Linked DNA regions of Sus scrofa: region 1 is linked to region 2. Evidence: chromatin contacts called from public HiChIP or PLAC-seq data. All regions are on one chromosome and are shown on one strand. The core of a region is the stretch at or near the end of the contact, and the rest is flanking DNA. Distances in the headings are between cores, read along the strand shown.

Region 1 (2,970 bases), core at 432-2,931, 190 kb before region 2:
GCTGCTGAGCCATGGCGCTCACCCTTGGAGTCCTTCTTGAAGGCATAGGACACAGTGATTGGGCGGTTACAGAGGTACTGCCCATTCATGGCCTCAATTGCTGCATCCGAAGCATCAAATGAAGCAAAATTAATAAAGGCATAACCTTTGGAGTTGCCTGTGTCAGGGTCCCGCATTATCTTGGGGGTTTGTAAGATGACCCCAAAGGCGCTAAAAGTATCATAAAGCAACTTCTCATCAATTTCTGGGTCCAGGTTTCCAATGAAAATGTTGGCTCCCACATCCAGGTTTTTGTTGTGAGCTGATGCCTTGTTCACCCGTATCGGCTTCCCATAGAGTTTGATCATGTTCATGATCTTAATGGCATAGTCAGCATCTTCCTCACTTAAGAACTCCACGAAACCATAGCCTAGGGAAATGGAAAAGAAGAGTTAACTTAAGTGAAGCGATTCAAAATGAGGTATAACTCACCTTCTAAAGTACAAAGAACAAGAAAAAATAATCCTACTTCAACTGAGAATGGTTCCAGAAACAAACTGAGTTTAAGAGAAAGAAAACTTTAGCTTGCTTATTCCAAACAGTTGTGAATACTGCCGGGACCTTCCAGGAGCAGTTTGTTTCCTCAAAACATAACTGCACTTCTTGGGAGTTCCCGTCGTGGCTCAGTGGTTAGCGAATCCGACTAGGAACCATGAGGTTGTGGGTTCGATCCCTGCCCTTGCTCAGTGGGTTAAGGATCCGGCGTTGCCAGTGAGCTGTGGTGTAGGTTGCAGACGCCGCTCGGATCCCACCTTGCTGTGGCTCTGGCATAGGCCAGTGGCTACAGCTCCGATTCAACCCCTAACCTGGGAACCTCCATATGCCGCGGGAGCGGCCCTAGAAATGACAAAAAGACCAAAAAATAAATTAAATGAAAAATAACTGCACTTCTTGCCATGTACTCACCTTGATGCTGACCAGTGACTCTATCCTTTGGCATGTGGGTGTTGACTACTGGCCCTGCCTGGAGAAACAGTTCCCACAGCAGTGGTTCGCTAACTTTCTCATCGAGGCCCCCCACGTACACAGTGGCATCTGGAGGACAGGGTTAGGAGGTTAGGACAGAGATGAGAGGAAATAAGGAGGTGACGGGAACATGAAGTCGGAACCCAGGCGGTGGAGTTGCGGGTGGAGATGGGGTATTGGAGCAAAGAGAAAAAGAAAAGAAAAAAAAAAAAAAAAAAAAAAAAAGACGTTAGCTTATACCCCTACACCGCCCTCCATTCCAGGTAATACAAAATCTTCTTAAATATAATTTAAAGTTCTGGCGCACATTCTCTTTGTAATTTTTTGTGTGCGTGAGTGGGAAGGCAGCAGGGGATGGGACATAGACAACATCACACCTACAGGCCTCAGCCTCTGGGCACCCGTCCATCCCGCCCCAGCAGGCATCAGGCCGGTCTAGCGCCTTTTGGGATGCTCCAATCTCCCGCCCTGGCGGAAACACTGCTGGCTGTAACCCGAGATCCCCCAAACTCCCCTGGGCCCATCCCGGACTTGTGCCCTCCACTCACCCTGATTCCGCTCGGAGATCGGCCCAGCAGCCATGGCGAAAGACCTCCCGCCGTCTCCAGGCAGCGATACCGCCTCCTGACCGCAGTACTACTTCCACTTCCGGGGCGAAGGCGGACGTAGAGGCGGTGGGCGGGGCCTATGCAGGGGAGGAGCCGGAAGCGGCCGCGGCCATTTTAGGAGCCGCTGAGACTTGAAGTGATTGGTGTTACCGTGTTCCGCGGTCTTTGGTTTTGTGTTGAAGTGCCGCTCTGACAGGTTAGGGCGGGGAACGCGGATCGGAATCTCTCAAACGCCCTAAGGCAGTGCTTGAAGTTAAAGGATCACGCTGCTCCCAAAAATGTCAATTCAGGAGCTAAGAGAACAATATTTTTCGTATATTTTGTGGCCTCCTTTGATTCCCAGAGAAGGGTCTTCTGCCCAAGGCGTGGAGGCAGCTGTCCACCCCGGCCCGCAGCCTTTGGACAGATGGGGCCCCATAGTCCTGGCCTGGGCTTTCATTTTTCCTCAGGGAAGGGATTGCGGAATGTCTGAGCTGGAGTGACGTTGAGCTTGCCTAGTCAGTATTGCATTGGGGGTGACGGGAACCAGAGGCTCAGAGATGGGAGTGTGTGTGACCAGCGCTGAAGAGTGGTTAACACTGAAGTCCAGAGGCTTTGGTCTCAACCCCCAGAGCACACCCCAGCCCCAACAACAACGTCTGGGTCTGTTTTTGCCACATCAGCACCACAGGGAGAACCCAAACTATGAATTCTGCAGAGCTTCACCTGAACCATCCCCTTATTTCCTTAGCAGTAATTCGGTCTGTATCTTCCTCTCTTGAGTCACACCATCACTATCTTACCTAGGTTCCTTTATTCAGACACAAGAAACAATGCCAGCAGTGTGTATAAATACTGTGATTTAATGAACTCCTTAAATAGAAATGCCGTTACAAAAATATACAATTGGAAAAGACTGGGTGTCTCCCATAGCCACACCACACCCAGAGAAAACTTTAAGGGAAGAAATAGAAATTGGAATCAAAGGAGCAGCAGGGGGAGGTGAGAAGGAGGTCTGTAGGCCATCTTGTTGGCACTGACAAATTGTTTCTCTGACCTCACAATTTACCAGCTCAGTATCCAAAATTTCCATCCAAAAGGGTTGGAATGCATGAAAAAAGGGCAATCATATTCCGGATTGGTTTTGTTGGTTTTGTTTCTTTAATTCTTCAGGTCACAAGAAACTATTTAAACCAAGAAGGATAGGGTAAGAGTTGGATAAGGTTAGCCACCTATCAGCTATGGAAACTCAAGTCAGTGAGCTTGTTTAAAGGCTGGCATATGAAAGCTGAGGGAGTAAAACCAGATAAGATTTGAAGGATTAGACAGAATTCTCCCTCACCCCAGACCACTCTCTGCCCCGCCCATGAGAGAGCCA
Region 2 (2,867 bases), core at 334-2,833:
GTCACTTCCTCATCTATGAAGATCCCCTAGATTTTCTCATTCTTTTTAAATCACTTTTTAAATAGGGCAGGAAATAAGAGATGGTGTGGGAAGGAGAGAGGATGGTAGGAAGGGAAGAGGAGTGTGTGTGTGTATGTGTGTACACATGAGGCCTAAACAGTAGAGTCTGGAAACCTGCATATTAATCTAGTTAGCCAGTAACTTGCTGTGTAAGCTTGGGCAAGTTGGTTGATTTGTCATGCCCTGTTTCCTCATTTTCCAAGTGGGAATAATATTTATTCTACACACCTCACAAGGTGGCACTAAAGATTTAAAGAAATGATACATAAGCATTTTGGAAGGATACATTTCTATTGCAGTCTAAAATAGAGGAATTAATTAGTATGGTAAATGAAAAGAGGAATATTATTGGATTAGGGGAAAAGGGAGGCTGGGAAAAAAGAAGCCCCCTCCTTCATTCGATATATACCAGTAAAAGCCAAGACCACTCCACTGCTCAAACCACAAATTTGGCCAACACTTTATCTTGAGATCTCTCCGCCAAAGGGGTTCTTCCTTTTTCCTCTGTGCCTCTGTGCCAGGGATTTTTATTCATTTTGTAGTTACTGTGTGCCTACCATATGCCAGGCAATGTGCTTGTTAGTTTATTATTATTTAGTAATTAGCCCTAGAGGGCAATACTTATATCCTCAAAAGACTTTCACCGGTCATCTCATATACTCCCCTATCTTTCCTTGTTGATGGAATTGGCAGTTCATCTGTAATTACTTAATATGTAGAGGAACTGAGGCCCAAAGAAATTCGGTGACTTGACCAAAGGCCATGATGCAGTGATGAAACCAGTGTTCAAACCTAGGCTCCCTGATTCTCCTCTTCCCATTAAATATGTATGGGGGGGTGACGTTACCAAGATGTTGGGGTGTGGGCTTTGAGGGAGATCTGGTGTAGGAGTGATCAGCCAAGCCCCCCCTCCCCCCTGCCGTCACAGCATCCTCTGGGCATTGCAGTGGGCAGGATGGGATTTTTACATGTCAGTGCAGCAGGGAGAGATACGCAGGGAGTAGGAATTTTAAGCCTCACCTGAAATTTATATTTAAAGCCACTTGGTCCAACAGATTAGTGCTTTGCAGACAGAGAATTCTATTCCTGCCAGCACTTGAGAGTGTGTCTGCAAATCCCTCAGCCATTCTGAATCTCACTTTTCTGTCTCTGCAATGGAGATCCTATCTACCTCATACTTAGAGCTATTCTCCTGAGGCTCAAATAAGGCCCAAAGAAATGTGTATTAATATTAACTTCTCTCCCACGGAGTCCCCTACACGTCGGTACTCTCCGAAGCATAAAACTTTTCCCCAACAGTTGACCTGCCCAGACCACTACCTCTACCACCCAGGTGTGTGAATTCCAGATGCCAGTCCTGGGTAACGCTCCCTCCCAGCGGACGCTCTCGTTTTTTGTTTTGGGTTCGGGAGGGAGATGATCTCAATCTGGGTTATCTCCGGTCTTCAGACACCTCCCGATTTCTCTAGCATCCACTCCATCCGCCCCTGCCATCTCTCAGCTCTGCTCTGGTCGGCCAGGCTGTCTTTTCTGGCTCCACCTCTCGCTCCGGCCGTCGGTGCGAGTCTGGGTCTCTCTGCCCCTCCAGACGCCGTTCTCCGGCGGGGTTTAGGTCTGTCTTCTTCACCCTCAGTGAGTCAGAAACAAAGGAGGGGGGTGGGGGGAGCGCACTCTCTCCGGCTCGGCGATTCGCCCTTTATTCTGAACTCGCAACGTCAGCGGGCGGGTGGATGGAGCGGCGGGGCGCGGGCTGGGCCGCCCACAGCGTGCCGGGCCGGGGGAGCGGCCGGGCCGGACCGGGCGGGCGAGCGGCGGGGGCGCGCTCGGGGCCCGGGCCGCGTGGGCGCCGGGATGGAGGGCGCCGAGGGGCGGGGAGCGGGCGTGCGTGTGTGTGCGAGCGCGAGGGAGGCCGGCCTTTAGTGTAACCGGAGCTACAAAGAAGGGGAGAGTCCGGGAGAGGGAGGGAGGAGCGGCGGCGGCGCCGGGGGCCTCTCCGCACCCTCCCCCTGGGCAGGAGCCCCCTCGAAGCGGCCTCGGCCCCCGACGCGGGGCCGCCCCTCGGCGCCCGCGCCCGCCCGACCGCCCGGAATGATGAAGAAGAACAATTCCACCAAGAGGGTGAGTGCGCCCGCCCGCTGCTGACTTTGTGCCCCGAGGACCCCGGCCCCGTCGGGGCCGCGGGCAGCCGGGTTGCGAGCTGGGGACGCCCCGTGCCAGCCCCCCGCCCAGCTCGGCCCGGCCTCCGGTCCCCTGGGCCTCGGCCTCGGCGCGCCTGGCCCCACGACGAGGCACCGGCGGGGGCTTTTGTTTGTTTACTTGGGCTGGGGGTTAACTTGGCTGAGTTTCTGCCCGACCCCCGGCCTCCCCCTCCCCGGGCAGCCGGCGGCTGCTGGCGTCGCGCTCTGCAGCGGCGAGAAGACAATGAGAAATAAAATAAAATGCCGTTAATCCTGGCGCCGCGAGGAGGGAGGCCGGGGGAGGGGGCGGGGGCCCGGCGGAGACCCGAAAACCACCCCTTGGCTCCAGCCCGGCCGTCGCCCCTTCCCCCGGCAGTTCCAGTCGTTTATTTGGGCGAAGGAGGAGGGGAGCGATGGGGGAGAGAGTTCCTCGGAGTGAGAGGCTTTGAAGTGGGGAGCGATCGCGGGGCTCCCTGACTCCAGCTGCGGCAGGGCGGCCGCGGGAAGGAGGGGACGGGGACTGGGGAGGGCGCGGGCAACAGCACAGGAGGAGGAAAAAGCTGTAATCACCTAATCGTGCGGTTCTCATTTGACCCGGGGGGCAGGGGCCTCAGGATGGAAACCATCAGT

The links. HiChIP or PLAC-seq counts read pairs in DNA pulled down with a chosen protein or histone mark.
Region 1: a contact with region 2 is called in an H3K27ac HiChIP or PLAC-seq map of alveolar macrophages. The contact joins the promoter of SF3B4 here to the promoter of PLEKHO1 in region 2. A contact is called at or near these places in 1 of 5 promoter capture datasets (fetal liver), 2 of 47 Hi-C or Micro-C datasets (epiblast stem cells and heart right ventricle) and 2 of 2 datasets of contacts at active chromatin or transcription factors (alveolar macrophages and skeletal muscle).

What each region holds. Positions count from the first base shown.
Region 1 is chr4:99,122,275-99,125,244 of Sscrofa11.1, reverse strand. SF3B4 (splicing factor 3B subunit 4) reads right to left here and starts at 1,681. Exons shown (of 6, transcript XM_001926489.5): 1 at 1,554-1,681; 2 at 946-1,074; 3 at 1-409. The coding sequence starts at 1,587. MTMR11 (myotubularin related protein 11) reads right to left here. Exons shown (of 17, transcript NM_001243446.1): 17 at 2,436-2,970.
Region 2 is chr4:98,933,326-98,936,192 of Sscrofa11.1, reverse strand. It overlaps PLEKHO1 (pleckstrin homology domain-containing family O member 1), which reads left to right and starts at 1,583. Exons shown (of 6, transcript XM_005655398.3): 1 at 1,583-1,692; 2 at 2,843-2,867.